Regions from separate parts of the Mus musculus genome. Here region 1 is linked to region 2. A link is a contact called in public promoter capture Hi-C data. All regions are on one chromosome and are shown on one strand. Each heading gives the region's core, a stretch centred on a gene start, on an enhancer-like site or on the middle of the called end of the contact. The rest is flanking DNA. Distances are from core to core; before and after follow the strand shown. Region 1 has its middle 5.2 kb from the start of Gm36337. Region 2 has its middle 16 kb from the start of Zfp217.

Region 1 (6,105 bases), core at 2,699-5,198, 2.9 Mb after region 2:
CCCATCCTCTGTCTTGTGGACCAGGGTCTAGGCCCGGTCAGCTGTGGATGCAGCAAGCATCTGCCCGAGGTAGCCACCCTCCTCCTGTCTCCTAGGTAACCTTTCCAGAGAAAGTGACCGGAGGCCCTCAAGCTTCCAATCAGCATCTTCCCTCTCTCGCTCAGTGCAGACCATATCAGTGCCTCCTTCGCAGTCAGGGCTGGGACTCCCAGGCCCTGCAGGCTTCGTTACCATCCTGGAATGCAGACAGAGTTTGTACTGTGGATAGGACCATGGGGCAGGTCTGTGTGGCCCTGCCCTTTATCTTAGCAGCACTTACAGTGTGGTGTCTGTTGATGGAGCATGTGGGCACGCAGGAGCGGTGGTGCCGGGGGTGGGGGGTGGGGGGGCACATGGAAGCATGGAACACAGGCACTGGGCTGTGCTGACTTCATGCTCACCCCGTTCAAGTTGAACACAACTCTGGGTCTTGGAAACCTCCTGTTGTTATTTTTCAGGTTGCAGACACACATGATGGGGCTCATGGGGTGCCCCTCCCCTCCCCTGCTCCCTCATGCCTGCGGCTCCTGGCCCAGGACACCTGTGCCCACACCAGCGTCTGGCCTGCAGGTGCCCGAAGAATCTGGCCCGCTTCATGACCAGTTCCTAACCCTCCCATACCCAACTCACTGATCCTTCCAGAGAGCTGCTTCTCCCTACCCTGAGGGTACACAGGCTGTGCCCACTGTGGGCAGGAATGCATCTGGGGCCTCACACGAGACACGGGTGTTGTCAGTTCCAGGCGGCTACGCACTGGGGATTCATTACCTTCAAAACTTGCCTACAACTTAGTGAACAGTACACGGTCCTAGTGGGGAGGCAAGAGTGTGCCACTCCTGGGACCACAGATTAATTTTAGTCCCATAGATGCCACGGTGAGGTGGTCCTCCCCCACCAGCAGATGTCTCTGCCCCAGGACTTTGGCACCGCTGTTCTCATCTCTGGAATGTTCTTCCCTCCATCCTGCCTTCTGGTGGCCAGAAGCTCTTCTTCTTACTTCCTCTTTGGTGCTGACCATATCCAGACTGCCATGTCCCTTACCTTACCTGCTAGCTGACTGCTCAGCAAGTGCCCCTGAGGGGGGATGGGTCACTTCGGGGGTCTAGGATGTGCCCCTGCCCAGTTCTCCTGGAGCCTAGCATTTAGACTCTTTTGGTCAAAAGAATAGTGAGAACCAAAACCAAAACCAAACCAAACCAAACAAACAAACAAAAAAGCCAGGCATGGTGGCACACGCCTTTAATCCCAGCACTTGGGAGGCAGAGGCAGGTGGATTTCTGAGTTCGAGGCCAACCTGGTCTACAAAGTGACTTCCAGGACAGCCAGGGCTCTACAGAGAAAACAAACAAAAAAAAAGAACACTGAGTCACATATACACACCAGGGGCCAGGGTTTGCCCTAAGCAGCCGCAAGCATGCGTGGGGAACAGAGCCCGGCTCCCAAAGGGAACAGCATTCCAGGCAAGGGCTCAGCAATGAGGGAGTTCTGGGATGCAGGGGCATCGAGAGGGAGAGTGGGGAGGGGGAGGGGTGTGTCCTCTGTGGCTGAAGCTTGGTAAGAGGAGCCAGGAAGACTGAAGAGTCAGTGGGGCCCTGCCGGAAGTGATACATGTGACATACATGTGACATACGGTGGCTCTGGTTTCCCAGGGACTCAGGAAGAAAGCCCATGACAGTTCCCAAAGGACTCTGCCCTTGACAGCCAGAGTCTCCCCACTTGTGCCTGGTCTCCTTTCAGCTGCTGGGAATGTATCGCCTAACCCTGGGGTCCCTGCTCACCCTGGCCTTCCAAGAGCCTCTCCTGGCTGGTGAGAAAAGGCTCCTTCCTTCCCAAGCTTTATTCGGACTAAAAGCACCGAAGACCTGGCTGGGGACCTTCCCTTCCACAAGAGGCCACTGCTCACAAGAGTCTGCGTCACAGGCCAGACTGGGACGAGCTCTTGGGTATAGGCCAGCCTGCCTGGTACCGCCCCAAGTGACCTGAGGACACGGGCCAAAAAGTAGCCATTGAACATGCCAGCCTCCAACCCCCACAAGGCCCTCAGGAAGGACACCGAGTCCCCAGCTCCCTGGGAGCCTCCTGACCCAGCGGCCCAGCTACGGAGAGCTCACTCCTCTCCAGGCAGATGAACTCGGTGCCAGCCCCGCTCTGTGTGACCAGGCAGGACTCCACATCCTTTCTCTCTGTAGGCTCTGGAGGCAGCCCCTCCCATTAGAGGACCAAGAGTCAGAGAGGGCGTGTGACATGCACACGGTGACTCAGTGGACAGGATTCATGTCTTTCTGCGTTGTAGACAGTCTTTTCAAGGCCGTTGTGTTGGCTGTCTCTCTGGGACACGGCTGCATGTTCCATGTACATGTGATCTCACGTGACTTCATGCGACTTCAAGTGACTGTCCACATCGCCAGATCATGAGGATAGGGGGTACAAGCCTGCGTGGCACGCTGGTGATTCTGCCGTGCACCCTTCATGCGGTCAGGACTCCATTGTTTTGCCATAAACTGAGTGAACGGCCGTGCAGACTCTTTGGAGCATCTCGCTTGCCACGGGTGAATTCCAGGACGGAGTTCCAGAACAGCGAGGGTTACACAGAGAAACCCTGGCTTGAACAGAAAACAAAAAGAACAAAACAAAATCAAACAGGGCTGGTGAGATGGCTCAGCGGTTAAGAGCACTGACTGTTCTTCCAGAGGTCCTGAGTTCAATTCTCAGCAACCACATGGTGGCTCACAACCATCTATAGGGGGATATGATGCCCTCTTCAGGCAGGCAGATGTATATGCAGCAGAGCACTCATGCATTAAATAAATAAAGTTAAAAAACAAACCAAAACAAAACAAAAAACCCAAATTCAAACAAAAAGAAGCAAACTTGGAGTTTATGAAGAGATTTTTAACACAGACGTTAGCACAGGTGGTAAGGGGAAAGACAAGAGTCCCTTAGGAAAAGCTGAATACAACCTCTAGAACCGTGGATGTGTGCTTCTCGAGAGACCCGTGGGATGAAATGTGTATAGTTTCAGTTTTAGGTGTATTTACTTTTATTCACAGGTATGTATGTGTGCCTGAGGAGTGTGTGTGCATCATGTGTGTGCCATGACCATGGAGGGCAGAAGAGCTCTTGGCCCCCTGGAACTGCAGTGACACACAGTGGGTGCTTCGAACAGAACCAAGACCCTCTGGAAGAGCAGCCAGTGCCCTTAGCCACTGAGCCATCTCTCCAGCCCTTGATGTCTTTACAGTAGCCATGTATCGGAATTGGGGGCTTCTGCAGCTCCCTCTCAAAGGGTGTTTGAGAGTCCACTGATGGGATTGTGGGGTGAAGCCGTGGCCACAGGAGGATGTGTGCATTGTGAACAGTTCAGAGTCTGCCTGTGAGGTCCTCAGAGCAATGTAAGTTTACTCCTTGGAAAGGAGTCAGGTTATACACAAAGGTCATATATACTTAGGCCTTAAGCACAGCTCGTTGCTATTTTAACATCCCCCCCCCCCCGAGACAGGGTTTCTCTCTGACTCCTGAAACTCTCTCTGTAGACCAAGCTGACCTTGAACTCCTGCCTCTGCCTCTCAAGTGCTGGGATTAGAGGCATATGCCACCAACCCTAGGTGACTCCTGGACGCTTGCCCTTAAGAGGCTTCGCCCTGGTTCCAGCTTAAGGGACTCCCTTCCCTACCCACACCTCAGTCTCTCTGTCCTGCCCAGAGCCTCTAAGCTGGTTCAGAGCACAGGGACCACTCTGCTCTCGGGGGTTCACTCGGCGAACCCTGCTGTCCCCAGGAAGCACCCAGACACCCCTGCCTCGCAGTGAGGGGTTCATTTCTCCATTTTCTTTCCTGGGGCTGACAGTGCTCACCGCCGAGAGGGCTGAACCTCTGGTAATCAAAGCCACCACTTCCTTGCACAGCCTTTGGCTATATTTAGAGCTACAGCCTCTCCGGCTCAGAGTCCGGGCGTGGCTGGGCCTGTGGCTCCTTCCTGAGCTGAAAGGAAGTTCCCACCTGCTTCCCCTCGTGCCTAGGCCAGGGGCACCTGCAAGCTGTGCTAGCAGCAGGCTGCACAAAGCACCCAGCCTCCTGTGTCTCCAAGCCTCCGGAATCCTGGACTGAAGGAGGGAGTGCAGCCAGACCGTTCTTTCCTCCAAGGACCCTGTGTTTCCTGAGGGTCTTCCAGACCCACGACGTGGTAGACCCAGGGCAAAAGAGTAGGGGACCTAGATAGGGCCCCTGACCTTGCGAGGCCAGAGCACAGTTGTGGGGGAAGTGGAAGTTCAAACCACAAATGGTAATTTAAGAAAAAGCCAGGGGCTGGGATGCGGCTCAGTTAGTAGAGTGTCTGCCTAGCATGTGCTTGCCTCGGTTGGATTCCTTATGATGCATAGACCGGGCATGGTGCATAGCTATAACCAGGGCACTGGGGGTGGGGGTGGCAGGAGGGTCAGAAGCTCAAAAGTCAACTTTGGCCCCATAGAATATGAGGCCACACAGGCTTGACCATTGGGAAACTTTGGAGTGTTTTTTTTAAGGGGAGGGGACGATATGGCTCTGCCTGAGTTTGATCCTAGGACCCACACAGTGAAAAGCAAAAACTGACTCCCAAGAGTTGTCCTCTGACCTCCACATTCACAACAGGGCTTGGCCTACCTAATAAGTAAATAAATAAATGTTTTTTAAAAAAAAATTGGGGGAGAGGGGAGCAGAGATCTCTGGTCAGTACCTCTGGAACCCAGGAGTGTGTGGGAGGAGCTTGAGGCTTAGAAAAGTATGGTGTGGTGTGGTGTGGTGTGGTGGGGTGTGTGTGTGGGGGGGGGTGGGGTGGATAGGACAGGGGCTGCCTGGCAATTGGCCAACAAGCTGAAGACTAGGTGGCTTCAGCCTAGAGAAGCCTCTGTGGGTCACCAGGACAGGAGTGACTCCAAATATGGAGAAAGAGCCGCTCTGCCACCCAGAGAGGCACCAGTCATGCATGGATGGTCGCTCTGTCTGGTTAGGTTCGGATGACTGGGAGGGAGCAGAGGCTGGAGGTGTTTGCAGTAGTCCAGGGCGTCTCCCAGGGAGTCAGTCCCCGACACCAGTGAAATCTGGAGCCATAGTAAGCACAGATGACCACCTGCTGGAGGCCAGGGACACAAACACCGCAGGGGCCAGGACAGTCTCCAAATGCTGGAAAGCTGGGGTGGAAAAGGCTGGGTTTTGGAACTATGGGGGGTGGGGAGGAGTGTGCATGGCTGTGTGGGGACCCAAGGCAGACAGGATGGATGTGAGTGTCTCTCACCCAGGAAAGTGACGCGCTCCACACTCGAGTACTGGTGGCTTCCAGGAGTGTGGCAGCGATCCCACCAGCATGGGCACCAGCAGGGTGCATGGGTGCCTACAGGACTTGGATCTTTAACTCACACCCATGAGGTGGCAGAAAGCTATGCAATGGTGGGACTCGGGGTGGGGGTGGTGAGTCAGGACCTCCTGCCCACGCAGCATCTGACACAAAAGATGACTACGGAAGAGAGAAAGGGTTCCGGCACCGTAGTGAGTTGGTGGAGTGGCTTGCTCTGACCTCTGGCCTCTGGACTTCCAGGAGAGAGACGGCTGGGGTGGTGGTCCCTGCAACCAGGAAAAGCACCTGATACTCCCGTGGCTCTGGACTTGCTGATCCAAGAGCAGGAGACAATTCCTTTGTCTCAGCCTTGGTGGCTTTGGTTTGTCACGACCAGTACCAGTGAAGAACTCACTCAGTCACGGGGTGGGAGGGTCGTCTAGATGACGGAGCTGGGGCGGGGACTAGGGCGGGCACTTGGCCTTTCCATAGGCTCAGAGGGTTAAGGTATTTGTCACCAAGTGACCTGGTGGAACTTGTCCTCTGACCACTACATGAACTGTGGTGTGTGTGTGCCCTCCCTATAGAAAGGAAAAAAAATGAATGAATGCATAAATAAATAAATGAATTCAATACAAATTTAAAGTTTGGTTTTCAGGGGCCCTGCCCTGTGACATTGAGAGATGTGACCCCAGAGGTCATACAGCCTGCACATCCCCAGGGAATTCTGTTATTCTGTCACTCAGAAGGGGCACA
Region 2 (6,685 bases), core at 2,564-5,063:
GGCACTTGGTCATAAACCTCCAAACCAAGAGAGCCAGACTTTCTGCAGAACTTATAACCCTGAACCGTATATCCTTAAAGGAAACAAAAAACAAAAACAAAAACAACAAAAACAACAACAACAACAAAATGCTAAGAAAAGAATAGGCAATATGATTGGAAGTCTGCAAATAAAAACAGCATCCCCAAGAAAACAAAATAGAATCTGGCTAAATGGCTCCTGCTTCATCTTCTACTCCCCAACACAGTGGGGCTGGAGAGGAAAGCCCCTTCCAGAAGACTGCCAAAAGTTTTCTACAGTGTCACTTCATGAGCTCAGCCATATGGAAATAAAATATTCACTGTGAAAAGATAAAAAAGAATCATAAGTCAGTACAGAGGGTGCTTGACTATGTTCTGCAGACCTGGTCACACTGTAAAGTGGCCTGGGAACCAACTGCAGGGTCATCTCCCCGCAACCCCCAAGCCGGTCTGAGTGGAAACTATCTCAAGACCACATTTTCAACAGTTTCCCCTTTTAATCCAAGTCACTTGGTGGTCGTTTGATAGCGCACGAAGCCAGTGTTTTTATAGCTATAGAGAACGTGTATGTACCTTCAGAAAAGCACAGCCACGTGACAAACACGAGCCCGCCTTCGACCCAGTGATTCATAAGGACTTTGAAAAGCACCTGCTTTGAGCATCTTCCCAGAGCCTCCATCAGCCTCTATAAATGAATGTGTAAATGGGTACAGTCCTTTTTCACACATGGCAATGAGATGGGTGAAAGACTTACAGATATCCAGACCTCTAGATTCAGCAGTAACACTCCTGGGATGGAGCCTACGAACATAGGCCCCAAGGAGAAAGAATTCTTCACAGAGAAGATATCCCCAGCAGCAATGGCTGGGAAGAAAATTCACATTCCTCCCTAAATCAAAGGATTACGCCACGCAAGTGTACACAGCCATTTTTAAGTCACAACGTGGACCCCACAGGCTCAGTTATGAAGAAGCCCGCTGCTCTTGCAAAGGAGAAGAGTTCATTCAGGTCTCCAAACCCACCAACAGCTGCTCACAACCTGGCTGTAATTCCAGCAACTTGGGATCCCATACTCTCCTGGCCTTATCTGGCATTTGCACAACTATGCACACATACACACACAGAAATACTCACACCCATAAATAAAAGATAAAGTCAGAGTTGGGCAGAGGTGCTTTTAATTCCAGCATTTGGGAGACATACAGATGGATCTCTGTGAATTCAGCCTGGTCTAGAGAACAAGTTCCTGCATAGGCAGGGCTACACAAAGAAACTCTCTGACTCGAAAAGCCAAACCAACCAATAGATAGATAGATAGATAATAGCTAGATAGATAGATAAACAGATAGATAGATAGATAGATAGATAGATAGATAGATAGATAGATAGATAGATAAAATCAGAATATGTGTAATCTCACTACTTGCAATATAGAAGCAGAAAGACCAGGAATTTCAGGTCATCCTTAGCTACAAGAAAGTTCCAGGGCAGTTTAAGCTACAGGAAAATTTTTTCCCAAACTAATTAATTAATTTAACTAAAACTTTATTTTACTTTATTTTATTTCATTTTTTTTTTTTGAAACAGGATTTCTCTGTGTAACTCTGGTAGCCCTGGCTGTCCTGGAACTCACTTTGTAGACCAGGCTGGCCTTGAATTCAGAAATCCACCTGCCTCTGCCTCCCAAGTGCTGGGATTAAAGGCGTGCTACACCACTGCCCAGCTTAATTTTTTTTTTCAAGATGCATTTATTTTATGTATATGAGTACACTGTTGCTGTCTTCAGACACACCAGAGGAGGGCATCAGATCTCATTACAGATGGTTGTGAGCCACCCTGTGGGTGCTGGGAATTGAACTCAGAACCTTTGGAAGAGCAGTTGGTGCTCTTAACCGCTAAGCCATCTCTCCAGCCCCTATTTTAATTTTTAATAGCCCACTGAGAAAGTTTTGATAGCAAATGGAAAATCCAAGATGCAATCACACTATTTTAAAAAGACAAATCAAGCCGGGCCTAACGGTGCTTGCTTTTAATCCCAGTGCTTGGGAGGCAGAGGCAATCTGAGTCTTAAAACAAAATTATATAGTTTCTTTTTTCTTTTTTTAATGTGCTCTGATGTTCTGCCTCCACAAATATCTGTATGAGGATAACAGATCCCCTAGAGCTGGAATTACAAAGAGTTGTGAACTACCATGTGTGTTCTGGGAATTGAACCCTAGTCCTTTGTAAGAGCAACCAGGGCTCTTAACCACTGAGCCATCTCTCCAGTCCTACAGATTTTTTTTAGAAAGAAAGAGAGAAAGAAAGAAAGAAAGAAAGAAAGAAAGAAAGAAAGAAAGAAAGAAAGGAAGGAAGAAAGGAAGAAAGAAAGGAAGAAAGAAAGGAAGAAAGAAAGAAAGAAAGAAAGAAAGGAAGAAAGAAGAAAAAGTGTTTGTTTGTGTGTGTGTCTGTACACATGCAAATATTTAAATGGAGATGATCCAAGTCTGAAATCAGCCATTGGGAAACTGAGACAAGAGGACCAGCCTAGGCTTCCTAACAAGACTATCTCAAAGAGAAAACAAAAACAAACAAGAATTTAAACCACTAGGCAGCGGTGGCAGACTTCCTTTAATCCCAGCAGAGGCAGATGGATCTCTGTGAGCTCCAGGCCAGCCTGAACTACAAAGCTAGTTATAGGGCAGGCAGGGAAACCCTGTCTCAACAAAACAAAACAACAAACAACCCCCCCAAAAAAACACAAACAAACAATTTAAATCAGGCCAGGGAGACAACTCAGCTGGTAAAGACATTGGGTTCCAGGCTAGATGACCTGTGTTCAATTCCCAGGACTTAAAAAGGTTAAAAAAAAACTCACTCCCAAAAGTTGTTCTTTGATCAACTTTGTATGTGTTCTGTGGTGTGTGCATATACACATATAAATAAACAAAAAAGAACTGAAGGGATTTTCTAATCATGGAAAGTTTTAGTATGAATTAAATAGACCAACAAAGTATCTGTAAAATGTACATCGTTCGTTACTAATTCATGTGAAGCTATATGGTGTTTAGAGATGTATGCAGAAACCTATAGAAAACTGACATGATAAATTAGAATTTATAATACTTTACCAGATGACGGGAGAATTGAATTGAAACAGTTGTGGTTAACACGTTGAAATTATAGAACTGGGTCCTGGGTTACAGGAGAATCAGTTTGCTATTTTTTGCTATTCTATTTACATGCACTTCAAATTTGTTCAGGCTAGTTCTGAATAGTCATTTTTTTTTTCAATAATGGGATACGAATGACCTTTTCTCCACTTCCTGTTTTTCTCTATTTTCCATAAACCTGCCGGTAAAAACCTTTGAAATCAAAGATGTCTTTGACAAAAAAGAAACTTAAAACTAGGATCTAACAACCTAATAAGATGTTTCTCTTGCTATGAAACTTTAGCAGCTGAAAAAGCCATGCTTGGTACCGGTGCATGCAATGTTCTTTTGGGACAGCACTGTGTCATTAGAACCTATGTTGTAAATATGGCCAGATGATAAAAGGACCAGCTGCCATAAAGGCTTTCAAAGATCAAGAAACATCTAAGAAAGCGTGCGCGCGCATACACACACACACACACACACACACACACACACACACACACACACACACACAGCACCTCCTTCCTGCTTCTTAAATGCTAAATGACAAGACACTCTGGTTTTATTTCTAAACTTCCATGCAGTAAGCAGAGAGCAGGGCAGAGTTCTACATACCTCGGTGCTGACTCAGAAAGGAAGGGTTCCACATTCCTTAATTAGCAGTATCAGAAGAGCTCCACTTCCGGCACTGCAGTTCCCATTTCTCCCGACACACTGTGCACAACACCCAAGTCCACGAACAGGATGGTGGTGGGAAAGCCTGGAATGTAGACGGTGCCGCTTAATTTAACGTGTTCTCCTCTATTCGGTTACACATATCCTCTTGTCTTAATGTTTACCAGACAAAGATGTCGAATGAGCTTTGAGACTTCAGACATACGCTATGTATCTGGAGATCACAGTAAGGAATAGATAAACACTAAATTTAAAAATATAGCTGTCTTGGCAGGGCATGCCTTTAATCCCAACCCTCCAGAGGCAGAGGGATTTCTGTGAATATTAGGCCAGTCTAGTCTGTATAGTGAGTCCCAGGCCAGCCAGTGCTAGCTACATAGTGAGACTCTGTCAAAAATAATAATAATGTTAAAAAAAAACAAAAAAACAACAAAAAAAAAACAGCTTTCTCAGCTCCTCGCAGGCAAATGATTCCAAGCTCGGTGGCCAGCTCTTGCCTTTTTAGTGCCATTTACTGGAACTGTTTATGGTCTGTCCTCCAAAGACAAAGCTTTGAGGGAGATTTCCAAGCTCGATTACATAGCCATCCAAAGTGGCATAATTGATCAAGTTTGAAGAGTAGGTGGCAAAGCTATCGCAGCTTAAGGGAAATGTCAAATTCTTAGAGAACATTTTTTTTTCCTTGTAGATACTGGATTTGATAAGTTCAGAGAGCTTTGTTATTGTTGTGGTTCGTCTTTTGTTGGTTTTGTTTGTAAACAAACAAACAAAAAACAGGGTCTCACCGTGTAGCCTGGTAAGACTCATGGCAATTCTCCTGTTTCTGTCGCCTAAGAGAATCACATTCAACCTCGGAAGTGCTAGTATTACACAGAAAGAGCACCACTCCTGGTCAGAGGGTTTTAATAGAGAATAACCCTAAGGAGACAGTCAGCTGATTCAACAATTGGTTTTATAAGCAAGCTCTTTTGAAAAGTATCATTTTATACATTGGGGAAGCCCGAATCTGCTCCTCAACATGCCGCGTGCCATGATTCATGTTACATGACAAATGGACAGGACATCATGTTCGTTTGCCTCTTTATTTAAAGACAGGGTTTCTCTCCGGCTGATCTGAATCTCGTGATCCCTGCCTCACAGGTGTGTGCTTCCTCAAACTGTCTGCAGTCCTTCTGGTAGGTTTCTATTTGTTTTAACTGTAAATAAGACAGAATGACTCGTGCCTGTAGTCTCCACTCTTAAAAGACAGAGGCAGGAGGAGGCCAGCTAGGAGTGCATAGCAAGATCATGTCTGAAAAAGTAAACACACACACACACACACACACACACACACACACACACACCCACATTCAAGCCAGGCAGTGAAGCACATGCCTATTTGTGAGAAGGAACACAAGACTGAAAAAGTCAACCCTCTGGGAAATATTCAAAAATCTTTCCTCAGAACAAGAAAATTTCAGGCTGGGCATGATGGCTCACACCTTTAATCCGAGCTGTGGCAGGTGGATCTTCTGCATGGCAAGTTTCAGGCTAGAGCCAGGAAGTGAGGCTAAGTCTCACAAAATAAAATATATAAAAATGATGCCAGGCAGTGGTGGAGCACGCCTTTGATCCCAGCACTTGAGAGGCAGAGGCTGACGGATCTCCAAGTTCCAGGCCAGCCTGATTTACAGAGTGAGTTCCAAGACAGCCAGGGCTACACAGAGAAACCCTACGTCAAAAACAAACAACAAACAAACAAAGGAGAAAAAAAATACATGTATGTGTGTATGTGTTTTATATAGATATATTTTAAATGCATACTTGAGATACATTTAATTTTACTTTATCTGCTTTTTTAATTTTCAGAGTTTCACACTGTAACCCAGAACTCAACAACTGTCCTGCCTCTGCCTGCCCAGTGCTGAAATCATAGACAAGATTCCATACCCCTCTAAAATACATTTACTTAAAGTAAGAGTCATGTGAGATTTAACAGAGGAATTGTGAAGAGCCAGCGGCCTTGCTGAGTTTGAATAGATCTTGAATTAAGGGTGTGTTTTAGGTCATTAAACCCCAGTTTAGGATTTTCAAGATCCTGGTTCAGGCTTCAGCACCAAAATACATAAATATGTATATATGTGGGTATATAGATAGACAGATAGATGGATGGATAGATGATGGATCTTGGAATTTTTATGTAAAACAGAGTTTTCCCTGACTCAGCTTCCATTATAAGATATAATCATAGGCCAAATATAGTGGCTCCTTCCTGTATTCAGGAATTCTGACATGCTCAAAAAATATGCCCCTGCGGGGCGTGGTGGCACACGCCTTTAATCCCAGCACTTGGGAGGCAGAGGCAGGTGGATTTCTGAGTTCAAGGCCAGCCTGGTCTACAGAGTGAGTTCCAGGACATCCAGGGCTACACAGAGAAACCCTGTTTCAAAAAAAAAAATGCCCCCACTAAGTTATGACCCTTAGACAAGCCTAAGTCACAGACTTGAGTTTTCTCCACCTTTTATTGGTTTTATAATCAGACCTGCCTGGAGTAGACCTTGGGCACTTAATACTGCGCAGATACTGAGGAAGTGGCTCAGGGTGCACTCATCTGACACTGGAAGGGCCCTGAGTTAGAACACCAAAAACAAAAAGAAAAAAATGCAAAGACAGCCGGACATTGAACACAGTCCCTGAGCAGAGGAGTGAACTAGTCTTTCAAAGTGAAAGAAATTCAGAGTGAAGTGACATTGATCTTATAAATCTGTAGAGGGCAATAGCCACATCTAACCAATGGTTAGGATGCTGAAGACCTCTAGCTCAAAGGTGAAGGGTGTGTACTGCTCTTGCAGAGGACCAAGGTTCGGTTCACTCTGT

Evidence for each region. Promoter capture Hi-C pulls out the DNA fragments that hold promoters and counts their contacts.
Region 1: a contact with region 2 is called in a promoter capture Hi-C map of the HPC-7 cell line, with 4 times the contacts expected there. The contact joins two enhancer-like sites. A contact is called at or near these places in 2 of 39 promoter capture datasets (the HPC-7 cell line and pre-B cells), 4 of 484 Hi-C or Micro-C datasets (the G1E-ER4 cell line and erythroblasts), 1 of 115 datasets of contacts at active chromatin or transcription factors (large pre-B cells) and 1 of 9 other capture datasets (liver).

What each region holds. Positions count from the first base shown.
Region 1 is chr2:173,042,758-173,048,862 of GRCm38.p6, forward strand. No RefSeq gene overlaps it. Among named protein-coding and RNA genes, the nearest start is that of Gm36337, 5.2 kb to the right of the region's middle. Within about 2 kb of position 3,949, at least 135 of the 459 cell types and tissues checked have an H3K27ac peak or open chromatin away from gene starts, as enhancers often do. A contact at or near this core is called in the G1E-ER4 cell line and the HPC-7 cell line, where this site is marked.
Region 2 is chr2:170,144,093-170,150,777 of GRCm38.p6, forward strand. It overlaps a transcript of Zfp217 not described here. Among named protein-coding and RNA genes, the nearest start is that of Zfp217, 16 kb to the left of the region's middle. Within about 2 kb of position 3,814, at least 155 of the 459 cell types and tissues checked have an H3K27ac peak or open chromatin away from gene starts, as enhancers often do. A contact at or near this core is called in the G1E-ER4 cell line and the HPC-7 cell line, where this site is marked.